Linked DNA regions of Mus musculus: regions 1, 3 and 4 are each linked to region 2. A link is a contact called in public promoter capture Hi-C data. All regions are on one chromosome and are shown on one strand. The core of a region is the stretch at or near the end of the contact, and the rest is flanking DNA. Distances in the headings are between cores, read along the strand shown. Region 1 holds the start of Ess2 (ess-2 splicing factor). Region 2 holds the start of Fam131a (family with sequence similarity 131, member A). Region 3 holds the start of Arvcf (armadillo repeat gene deleted in velocardiofacial syndrome). Region 4 holds the start of Septin5 (septin 5).

What was found. Promoter capture Hi-C pulls out the DNA fragments that hold promoters and counts their contacts. Capture Hi-C pulls out chosen DNA fragments and counts their contacts.
Region 1: a contact with region 2 is called in a promoter capture Hi-C map of liver, with 4 times the contacts expected there. The contact joins the promoter of Ess2 here to the promoter of Fam131a in region 2. A contact is called at or near these places in 4 of 39 promoter capture datasets (embryonic stem cells, hippocampal neurons, liver and 1 more) and 2 of 9 other capture datasets (adipose tissue and liver).
Region 3: a promoter capture Hi-C map of hippocampal neurons shows a contact between it and region 2, with 3 times the contacts expected there. The contact joins the promoter of Arvcf here to the promoter of Fam131a in region 2. A contact is called at or near these places in 1 of 39 promoter capture datasets (hippocampal neurons) and 1 of 115 datasets of contacts at active chromatin or transcription factors (embryonic forebrain).
Region 4: a contact with region 2 is called in a promoter capture Hi-C map of hippocampal neurons, with 5 times the contacts expected there. The contact joins the promoter of Septin5 here to the promoter of Fam131a in region 2. A contact is called at or near these places in 3 of 39 promoter capture datasets (cranial neural crest, hippocampal neurons and pre-B cells) and 1 of 115 datasets of contacts at active chromatin or transcription factors (astrocytes).

Annotation. Positions count from the first base shown.
Region 1 is chr16:17,909,947-17,912,646 of GRCm38.p6, reverse strand. It overlaps Ess2 (ess-2 splicing factor), which reads left to right and starts at 1,299. Exons shown (of 10, transcript NM_022408.2): 1 at 1,299-1,485; 2 at 2,391-2,559; 3 at 2,647-2,700. The coding sequence starts at 1,342.
Region 2 is chr16:20,693,791-20,696,490 of GRCm38.p6, reverse strand. Fam131a (family with sequence similarity 131, member A) reads right to left here and starts at 1,434. Exons shown (of 6, transcript NM_133778.2): 1 at 1,314-1,434; 2 at 610-752. The coding sequence starts at 1,401.
Region 3 is chr16:18,346,832-18,349,531 of GRCm38.p6, reverse strand. Arvcf (armadillo repeat gene deleted in velocardiofacial syndrome) reads right to left here and starts at 1,350. Exons shown (of 18, transcript NM_001272029.1): 1 at 1,076-1,350. It also overlaps a transcript of Tango2 not described here.
Region 4 is chr16:18,628,559-18,631,258 of GRCm38.p6, reverse strand. It overlaps Septin5 (septin 5), which reads left to right and starts at 1,321. Exons shown (of 12, transcript NM_213614.2): 1 at 1,321-1,451; 2 at 1,598-1,608. The coding sequence starts at 1,409.

The sequences.
Region 1 (2,700 bases), core at 50-2,549, 2.8 Mb after region 2:
TAACGGATGAGCCATCTCTTCTGCCCCCTCCATACTCTTCTTGGTGTATCTTTTCCATCCTTAGGCTACAGTTCCCACCTCTATGTCTCCAGTCCAGGCCTGTCCCCTGAGGTATTTGTCAGTCTGTACCTCTGACAACACCTGGAAGCCCACAGGCTTGCGGCAGGCACCATATATACAACAGGCCATTTTCCCATTCACTGTCCTGCTAAAGGCACGTTAAATCATAGAGTTCTTGATCATTAATTGCTATTATTACCGGATCATACCCAGTCCAGCCGATTTCACCTTTAAACATATCAATAACCCCCCAGAAACTAGCTCGTGTGCAGCTTCAGGCGCACCAACCTCATGAAAGCTGCATTCCCTTGCATGGTAACCATTGCAGCTTTCTCTGGTTTTCACCTGAGCTCACTTAAAATAATGTTTCTTGACAGGACTCCAAAGATACTGTGCAGCCTGGCTCTCCCCCTCTGGTGTCATCTCCTTCTTTAGCGCACTGTGTGACTAAAGGTCTGTTTTGGCATTTGCCTTGCTCCACCCCGCTGCTGGGCCTTCCCATTGCCTGATGCCCATCCATTCATCTTTTCCATCTACAACCATGTTCTGCCTGGGGAAATGCCACTTGACATGTCCTGTGTAGCAGTTGAGATTCTCTGAGTGCAGACTTATTGCAGGTCACAGTTGTAACTTTACACACTGGCAGCATGATTTAACATTTTTCTACTGTATGGTCAACTCTATGGATGCAGGGACATGGTCATAAAGTCCCCAGTGACTCACAATGAAGGACAAGATCATTGGAAAAGCAAAATTGTAATGAATCATTCTGGGCTAGAGCTTCTCCCACCTAATTCATGATCTCCCTTAGGAAGAAAGTTCCACTAATGCTTTCAGTGAGAAGCCCATCCTGGCAGACAGGGAACTAATAAATCCAACCAGAGATTTAAGACCCTTTTGTTCTTTCTTTTCATTTAAATTTTGTTAGATAAGTATACGGGAAGAATTGTCTTAGTGTTCTTTTTCTGAGTTTGGAAGTCATAACCAAATTTTTTGAAGTATTTAAAAATGTCTTTGAAGCATCTGCATTTTTTTTTTTTTTTAAAGAATTGGAACTTTTAACAGAGGGACTGTGGCGTCAGTCACTCTACAGCTCCCCCTAGTGATCATAGTCTAGATGGGCATGAGCAACGCGGGTGGGGATAAAAGACTACAACTTTCTTAAGATCCGGCGCTCCCAGTGACATCATTGGAGCGCCGGCTTTGTTACAAAAATACTGCTTCTCCATTGGCTGGCTGTTGGAGCGGTGCAGACGCCGCCCGAGCGATTCTGGGATAGCGATGGGGACGCCCGGGACCTCGGCGGGTGCTCTGTTTCTGTCCTCCGCGTCCGCGCCCTCAAGGAAGCGCGCGGCTGGGGAGGCTGGAGAGGCCGGAGTTGCGAGAAGCAGGCAGCGGGTCCTGGATGAAGAAGAGTACATCGAGGTACCAGCTCAGTGCGAGCGCTGGCGACTTCCGGGCCCCTCCCCCTATTCGCGTTCCTGTCCAGTCCTTTGAATTTTTTCTGGTCCTGGCACTCTCAGCCGCCCTTGGAAGTGGAACAACTGTTTTTGGGTTGGAAAGCATTGAGAACCAAGAAAACAATGCAGAAGTGGGCATCCAGTTTTCTGTTGAGAGTCAAGGAAATAGTTTCTTGTATAGGTAGAATTTTGACACGTTTTTCGAGAGATGGTGAAGACGACTTTTTGGAAGGCTGTAAAGTGTCAAAGGCTGGGGGTCCCGGAATTAGACAGTGGAACTGGCTTCGTCATTGAGTGAGTGGGTCTCAGTTGCTCCTCGAGTTAAGGGTCCAACTGCAAACACGCTGGAGGACAGACCGACATAGGGTTGGTTTTAGACTGGTTAGATTTAGGATGCTTCTGGGATATGCTGCCTTGTACCATTGCCGTGCAGCTGACTGTACAGACTTTCAGCTTCACAGCAAGGGCGGGCTGGATCTGAAATCTTGAGGACTTTTTCTTGTGGTGGCGATAGTGGCGACTGGCTTTCAAGAGAAAGGTTTAGATTGAAATACAAATTCATGGGTGGGTGGAGGATGACAATATCCACATTAGTCTGGCTGGTGTTATAGATGGAGCCAGCAAAGAGAAAGATCAGTTAGTGAGGGATTTCATGGGCTTCAAGAGATTGTTCAGTAGTTAACTGGTACATCAGAGCTATGTGGGATGACAGCCTTACTAGAAAAGACAGTTCTAAACCTATCTTGTAGATGACAGTTGTCCAGCTAGGCAGAAGGGAAAGGTCTAAGGGGTGGAACATGGACAGTGGTGGATTGTGCGTCAGGACTCCCAGATGACAACTCTGGCCTTTGTTCTGATTGCTCATGGCAGGGACTTCAGACAGTTATCCAGAGAGACTTCTTCCCTGATGTGGAGAAGCTACAGGCACAGAAGGAGTACCTGGAGGCCGAGGAAAACGGAGATTTGGAGCGCATGCGCCAGATTGCCATCAAGTTTGGCTCTGCCCTGGGCAAGATATCTCGGGAACCTCCACCACCCTGTAAGAGGACGGGTGCTGCTTTAGAGGGCTTAGGGAAAGTCTGTTATCACGTAAGGCTCACTCTAATTTCTGATTTGCTTCTCTCAGATGTTACTCCAGCCACCTTTGAAACTCCTGAGGTACACCCAGGCTCTGCTGTGC
Region 2 (2,700 bases), core at 185-2,684:
TCCTATGCTGAATATAACTGAAGCACACACCCCCTTCCCAGCATTACCTAATTCTCCTCCATTATGGTTGGTTCCAATTGGCACAAGCGGCCTCCACCTGCCCCTTGACCTCAGGCCCATCCTCCGTCCCTCTCCTTCAGTACCTGACTGACAGGGCCTCCAGATTGGCGCCGATAGCCTCTGGCCAGGCCTGTGGGAAGGGGAACCTGGCGGGTGTTTCCTGGCCGGCTCTCCCTCCCTCCCCTCTCTTCCCCCAGCCGGGGCCATCCATGCCCAGCGACGCTCCGCGCAGCTGCGGCCCTGGCCCAAAGAAAAAGGTGTATATCTCCCTGGCAACCCATCACCATGCAACAGGGTCTCCCGGGATACGGCCTGGGATGCGCTGACGTCAGCACCGAAGGCGCTAGCAAGCCAGCCCGCTGGCACCACGCCGAGCAGAGCAGACCGGCGCGGGGGCGGCCTGCCGGATAGCGCCTCCGCTAGCAGGAAAAAAGAGCCCGAAGCAGGATGGTGAGGCAGGAACGGGGAGGGGTCACACGAACCCTCAATGTGAACGCCACCCCCACCCCCACCCCCCGCCGCCAAACATGCACAGAAAAGGCGCAGCACCTCTGGCAAGTCCTGGCTGTCCACGGAAGAAGGACGGGGGGACCGACTCCAGCCTCGGAGAGTTCGAGCAGATCCCAGGGAGGACAGAGAGAGACCTCGAGGGAGTTCGATCCACTCCACAGCCCAGGCAGGGTCCGAAGCCACTGAGGAGTCGGGAGGGAACGGTGTTCATCTGCATTCCCACTTCTACCAAGACTGCCATTTTCACCGTGCTGCCGTGTCATTTTTTATTACCCCTCCCCCATCTCGCAGACAATCTGAGTTCACGCACATAACTCTCCTGAAACCCCCTATCCCACAACTGACTGTGGCATCCCTAAGGACACCTTCCTCTACAACTATTTTGCCATCAGAACTTACGTTACTCATACCCAAATATGAGTAACCCCTGACCTCTCCGCCCGCATCTCAACCCTTGAAAAGTGCATGAAATTTGCCCACCAGCACTGGCCCCCTCTCACTCTCCTTCTCCCCAGGATTCTTTCCTCTCACCAATCTCAACTGGGCTATCACTCCCAACAAACCCATGATTTTTCTAAGTTTCACCCTTGTAAGTCATTACCTAATGGCCCCAACCCGAGTCTCTCCCTTTCAGTCTGCTTCCCAATATCTAAACCAGAGAGAGTTTCCTCTCCACACCTGGTGTTCCTTTTTGCTCAGTTTCCCATCGCTTCCCAGATCACATCCATGATCTCTGCTCTCACCTCTGCGACTTGTCTGACAAGTCCATCGTCCTCCAGGCCCTTCGCGCTGCCACAGAAACATTTTGCCCAGCACAGAAATCATAGGCATGCTGGCTGTGTTGATGCAGAGAGCCCAAAGCCTGAACTGCTTCAGGCCCAGCTCCCAGTTCTATTCTTGTTTTGGCTCCGGATGCTGAGCCAGTCCCCTCCCCACTTGGAACTTATGCCTAGTCACATAAGGAGAACACTCCTGTCTCATAGCTTTGAGGAAGTGGGAGTGCCAGGGACCTCGCCAAGTTCTCTGGCTTGTGGGGCTGAGGCTCATCTTAGCTTACACAGTGCCAACTGGCCACGTACATCACAACTAACCTTTTAGCTGGAGCAGACGTCTCTGTCCCTGGGCCTCAGCCAGTTGGTGGTCCCCAGAAATGCTACCAACCAGAAAGAAAACAGGTTACTGGCTATGCCAGACGCCTACCTGGTACTCAAGGCCAGTCCTGAGGTCAGTCACACTCTTCCCTGACTACAGGAGAGGATGACTTCCTGAACTCCGTGCAGACCAGGAGTCAGAGCGCCCTGCCACTTCTTCTTTTTTTTTTTTTTTCGAGACAGGGTTTCTCTGTGTAGCCCTGGCTGTCCTGGAACTCACTTTGTAGACCAGGCTGGCCTCAGAAATCCACCTGCCTCTGCCTCCAGAGTGCTGGGACTAAAGGCGTGCGCCACCACGCCCGGCTGCCTTGCCACTTCTTAAATTCATAACCCACGAGGTTATTTCTGGGACTACAAATCCCAGAATTTAAGGGAAGTCCACATTTCAGCCAGAGTTTACTTGTAAAAGACCTCAAACATCAACCATACTAATGCTTTGTGTGATTGACCACCTGCTTGGAGATCCCAGGACCCATTCCGAACTAATTCCTTGACACAGGAGGTAGGCTGGCTGACCTAGAGCTAAAGTGCTTCTCTCCTCACCCCACCGCCCCCGACCACATACATGTTTTCATGGAAAAGAAGGCCTGAGCAGGGCTCAGCGGCTATAGGAAGACCTGGACTTTTTCTGCTCGGAATAAGTGTGATTTGTTTTGTTTGTTTGTTTTGTTTTGTTTGGGGGGGGGGTAATAGGAATAAAATTATCTGTGAGCGTGAGAGGTTATCAATTTGCTCACAGATGCTCCACCTGGGGCTTCCGACCCTTTAATCAACCAGCTGGGAGACGCTCTGAGCAAGTGTTAGGCAAAAACTAGCGTTCGGTGGGGTACTTGGCCAGCATTTGCAAACTGACTCCTGAGGATGAGAGCACCCAGGTAGGAGAGGCAGGTTCACAGCAAAGAGCCACTCCTAAGACACTGAGATCAGAGAGGTAGGTGTAGGCAATGAAGTATGTATATACAAAAGGCTAGTTGCCTGG
Region 3 (2,700 bases), core at 101-2,600, 2.3 Mb after region 2:
ACACTTGCTCTGGATAGACTACCCGGGTCCTGGACCAAAAGAGAGGTAGAAGGACTGGGGATCCCAGTGTGGAATTACAGGCACTCAATGCATAGCTGGTCCTACTTAGGGAAAAGATATTCCCAAAGACAATTTGGGTATGGCTCCATCCCTTAGCTTTATAAAAGTAAGCATGTGTTTTGCATTTCGGATTGTTAGCCCACATTAAGAGTCTAGCCTAAGAGTTAACACAAACAGAAGCATTTTCTTTCTTTTCCATCATTTCTAAATGTCTGAATCCTCAGAGACAGTCCCCTAGTACCTTAGACACTGATACCTGACACTGAAACAAATAGTTAAATATTGAATATAAGTAGCATTTAATTATTTAAAAATTAAAAGGGGAAAGCCATGGTATCCAGGCCTCCTGAAGCAGAGCAACTCCAGACTTGCATATTCTCCAGGGCTGGTGTCCCACTGAGGAATGTAGGGGTATCTAGGGAGGAGATTCAAGCAGGGACACCAGACAAGGGATTCCCAGCAGCGCCTCCTCTCTCTTTTGTGAGGCCTTAGGAGCATCGTCGCTGCGTAGGGACATTCCCTTGGCATCGCCAAGACCCTGCGCTCACCAACAGCCGTACCACCCCGGGAAGTTCCCCAGCCTCGCCGCCCGAGTCCTGGTAAAGTTTCCATAGCCGTCGGGTCCCTGCTTGCAGGCTCTGCAGTGGCTCGCGGAGGGCAAAGCTGTGGGAGCTGGGTCCAGTTCATCCCGGAGGCTGAACAGCCCGGAGGCTGAAGCCGGCGCCGTAGCCAGGTTGGACAGAGCCCTGAGGTCATGCACAAAGGGACCCGCCCCCAACCACCCGGGTCTCTGGGGACCCGTCGTGTGCTAGAGCGCGGGTGAGCAGAAGAACCAGCTTCCGAGCCCCACCCAGACCTAAAGTCCGAGCCCAGGACCCTGTCCCTATCTTAGTCCGCATCTCAGTCTAGACACTATACCAGCTCGCTCCCCCAGGACCTACCCCTAATCCTGGCCGGGGCCCGAGTGTCCAGCCCCAGGCCCACAGCCGGACCCCGCCCACCCGGCCGAGCTCACCTGGCGCGCGGCGTGGGCGGCTCCGCAGCGCGGCCTCCGCCCCCAAGACAGGCGTCCCCAGGTCCCCCGGTGCGCGGGGAGCGGCCTCTCCAGCGCCCAGCACCGAAAGTGGCTCCCGGGGCCACAACTTGTGCTTGTGAGGAGGTGAGGGGGGGAACACTCCTCCTCCCCTACTGGAGCAGCCAGCAAGCAGGCTAGCCCTCCTACCCCTCCCGCTGCCCGTGCGCAAAGCGGACCTGGCCGGAGACGAGGCCTCCGCCCCGCCCCATCCAACTGCGAATTTTCCCATTGGTAGAGAGACGCGCCCCGCAACCCGCACCGATTGGATGGATGTGCAGAGATTGCGGCTTGCTGTTGGGTTCCTGGTATTGTCAGTCTTAGCCCAGGTCGGCCCCCTAGCAGAGCAGGCCCTGACACCTGCCCGGAATGCTGTGGCTGCAGCAGCTGCAGGAGGCTCGGAGTTGCCCCCTCCCGGCCATCTTCAGAGGAGTTCTGGGGATAGTAGGCCCTGAGCTGGAACTTGCAGGGCAGGCGGTCACTCCCGGATTCCAGCAGCGTTGTCTCCATCTCCACCCCAAGTTCCCAGGTATCCTGCTGTTAACCGGACATTGAGCGTCGATTCCTTTCTATTGGCATAGAATGGTATTTATCTTACACTCCGCAAGTGTAAAGATAAATCCCATTTTACAGATAGAAAATTGAGGCTTTAGGCAACCAGGGCGTGAACCCAGTCGTTGGACTTCCAGCCTTGGGGGCTCTCTCACTGTCCCCATAACCCCTGCAGCAAGGACGAACAAGGTCAGCTAGGCTGGTACAAAGTGGGGATGGTTGCAGTGATTTTGAGGGCAAAAGCAGACTCTAGAAAAACTAGAGCTTTTTTTCTTCTATGAAGCCTGTATTTACAGAGCCTTTGGGCACTCCCTACAGCTGCATGAGACTGCTCTTTCCCCGGGGCAATGAAAAGCGTCCTCTTCCCGGGAAAGGGGAATTATGTGTTTATCTCTTCCCCACTACACCCTGGTGTCCCGATTTCCTCTGCCCTGCTTTGAGTCTTGGAGAAATATCAAGGAGCTTTATCCACTGCCTGAAAAGATAAACACATATTTCCCTACTAGGTAAAGCACACCAAACACATCTCTGCAGTGACATAAGGCAGTGGAGGGGACCCACGGGGGATGCTGTAACATAAACAGGAGATGGAAGTGCAGACTGTGGAAATGAATCTGGCCTGTGCTTGCTCAGAAGCCTCTTATCCTGAGTGCACTGGAAATGAGCAACTCTTCTGGGCTGTCGGTGTTTCCCAAGGCCCCTTACAGATAGTGCTAATGGAGGCCAGGGTGTGTGTGTGTGTGTGCGTTTGTGTGTGTAGGGGGTCTACCCAGATGGTCATATTTCACCCACCTATGCTGAGTCCAGTGTGCTCACCCAATAAGGGTTGCTTGGTGAAGACAAAGAAAGTAAATGCCTGGAGCAGGAGCTCACTTCTGGGTCGCCTACAATACAAATTGATACCAGGAGCTTTTCAGAGTCAAGGCAGTTGCTACTAATCCGTTGGTATTGCTACTTGAAATGAACACCATTTGGCATCCTGGTATTGAGATATTGTTGCAGCTCTGGCAAGGCAG
Region 4 (2,700 bases), core at 72-2,571, 2.1 Mb after region 2:
AACCCCCTAACTAGAGGAGACCAGGAGTGTCCCTCCCATCAGTGCCCCAGGGAAGATACTTCCTTTTCCCCCCACTTTGTTTCTGCCGTTGGAGTGACAGTAACAGTCAGCTCAGGCTTAATGTCCTAGCTTTCCTTCGTGGGTTTCTCCAGACTCAGAACTGGCAAGCTCAGAAGTCCTGACATTGTGTTTCTGTCCCTGCCTCAGACTGCACATATTCCTCTAACAGAGTTCCAAATTCCCCCAAGAACGCCATGAAAAAAGTCACTGGTGAAGCCAAACCTAAGAGATGTGTAGACACTTTTACTTCTACATTGTTTTATACACAAAATGATTAGCACTTGATCACGTGTGAGTGCCCTCTCTAGATCCCAAAGATGCACCACAGTGTGTCATATGCCCCATCTGATCCTTAGGCTGTAGAAGAAAGATTTGGACAATGGAACATCCCTACCCTGGTCACAGACTCTCTGGTGAGGTTTAAGCCACCACCTGGGATGTGACAGTAACACAGAAGTTATTCACACCGTGGGTCACTTAGTCCTATCAACTTTTTGAAGATTCAGAGTCACAGCATCTTCATGCATAAATGTGGCTCTGAGCATGGACTTGTCTTTATGTGTCCCTCAGCCCCCTTCAACCCCTCTCCAGGGGGGTAGCTGGGGAGAGCACAGATCACAGAAAACCGGGACCAGAGCTGGAGCAAGGAGGGCTAAGGTGGCCTTCGGATTGTGTCCTTCTAGCCATACACCTCAAGTACTCCCATCTTACAACCACACCCTGCCTGCCGTGTGCTTTCCATCTTGCCCAGGCGTTTGTGTGTGTCCAGTGTAGAATGCCTAGCACCCAGCAGACTGCAGGAGAGCTCGGGTTCTGGACTTGTGCTCAATGTACCAAGGGTAGGGCTCCAGGTCTGCCCCTTCCAAATGCTTCTTGATGGGGTGAAAAAGGGGTCTTTATATCACCTGAACTCATTCATCGGCTGCATGAAGCACAGTCCTGGGACATGCTTTATAGAATGGCCACTCGATGGAAGGTCAGAGGCCCAGGAACCAACCGGCTTCCAGCGACAGCCAAGGGAGAACAGAGTCTAGGCCTGGGCTAGATGACAGGAAGGGGAGGGGGCGTTCCGGACGAAGCCGTGGGAATAGCCCGGCTGCACTCGCGCGGCCGGGAGAACCAAAGGCCTGGGGGGAACCACAGCGGGACGCCTCAGTCCCCGCCCCCACCGGCCTCTCCGGGTCGCGCGTGGGCGCGGCGGGCGCCGATTGGCTGGCGGGCGCGCGGGCGGGGCGGGTGGTGGCGGCGCGGAGGGGCGGGTCACCCCTCAGCCGGCCTCGGCCTCCACCGCTGGTCGCCGCGCCCCGCCCGCGCGCCCGCCGCCACACGTCCCCCGCCGGCGGCCACCATGAGCACAGGACTGCGGTACAAAAGCAAGCTGGCGACCCCAGGTGAGCCCAGAGCCTGTCCGCGTGCCCGCGCTCCTTTGTCCCCGCCGCCCGCCCGCCTCTCACCGTCTGTCTCCGTCTCTCCCCTGCCCGCCGGCCCGGACCCTCCCGGACCCGCCCGGACCCGGATCACGACCCGGACCATGCAGAGGACAAACAGGTACTGGCGTTGCGCCGCTCGGCCGGTGGTGAGATCGGACCGGCTGTCACCCATTGTGGCACCGATGCTGGTGGCGCCCAGGCGTGACCCCGCCCCCGCCGGCCGTCACCCAGTCCTTTGGCGTTAATCGATTGTCTGTAGGGGCAGCGCCGCTGCTCCTGGGGCTACGGAGGGGAAGTGTAGGCACTGCGCTTGGTTCCCTGACCTGTATAGCAGCGGCCTAGGCACCTCCCCAGAAAGGGAGGCTGGGATAAGGGCCTCTCTCCTCTAGTCCAGGGCCAGCATCCCCTTTTTAACCTGACCGGAAGGCCTCGTGCTGGGGGTCCTGGGTGAGGCTGTAGTTATGACAGGCCAGGAATGGGGGGGGGGGCCCACCAGTCTCCTGAGCAATACCATGGGGCCTCTGCTTCATGCCCATGCACCTTTGGGTGTCTCTCTTCTGTGCCTAAATTTATGCTCACTAGTCTTTGGCAGAGCATCTTCCAAGACCTGGAACTTGCAAGGCTCCCCATCTGAGTCATCCTAGCACTAGCCCTCCAAACCTTGAGTACAGCCAGGCTGTGGCCTTCCAGAGGGGGGCTAGCCTGATTTCCCCACCCCAGGGAAAGTACCAGCCTACCGGGTAACCTGTGAAAATCCAAAGGAGCTGAGGGTTGTGAAACCAGAGTGCTGTGGAAGTGGGTGACCAAAGGGATGTCCTCTGTGGCTTGAGCTAGGCCCTGTTTGAAGATGGGGTGGGGGAGGCCCAATTCTGACACCAGAAGGCTTCAGCAAGCCTTGCTGGGGATGGGTGTTCTCGCCTAGCATTGGACTCCAGAGTACTAGACCAGAGTACATCATCAGACAGAGCAAAAGCAGCTGGCAGATGGGGTGAGCCGGAGAGTCACAGTCTCCTGGCAGGGACATGCCCCGCCCAAGGCTGATGAGACTCACTGGGAGGGGCTCCCCCAGGAGAACTGCCTCCCCATCCCAGTAAGCCAGACAAAGCCCGATGGGGACACATGCTATTGTGTAAGGGAGAGGGGGGCCAGAGGCTAGGAAGGCAAGGACCTAGGCTTCTCCTGGGCCTCTGGAAGGTCTTCCAAGTCACCT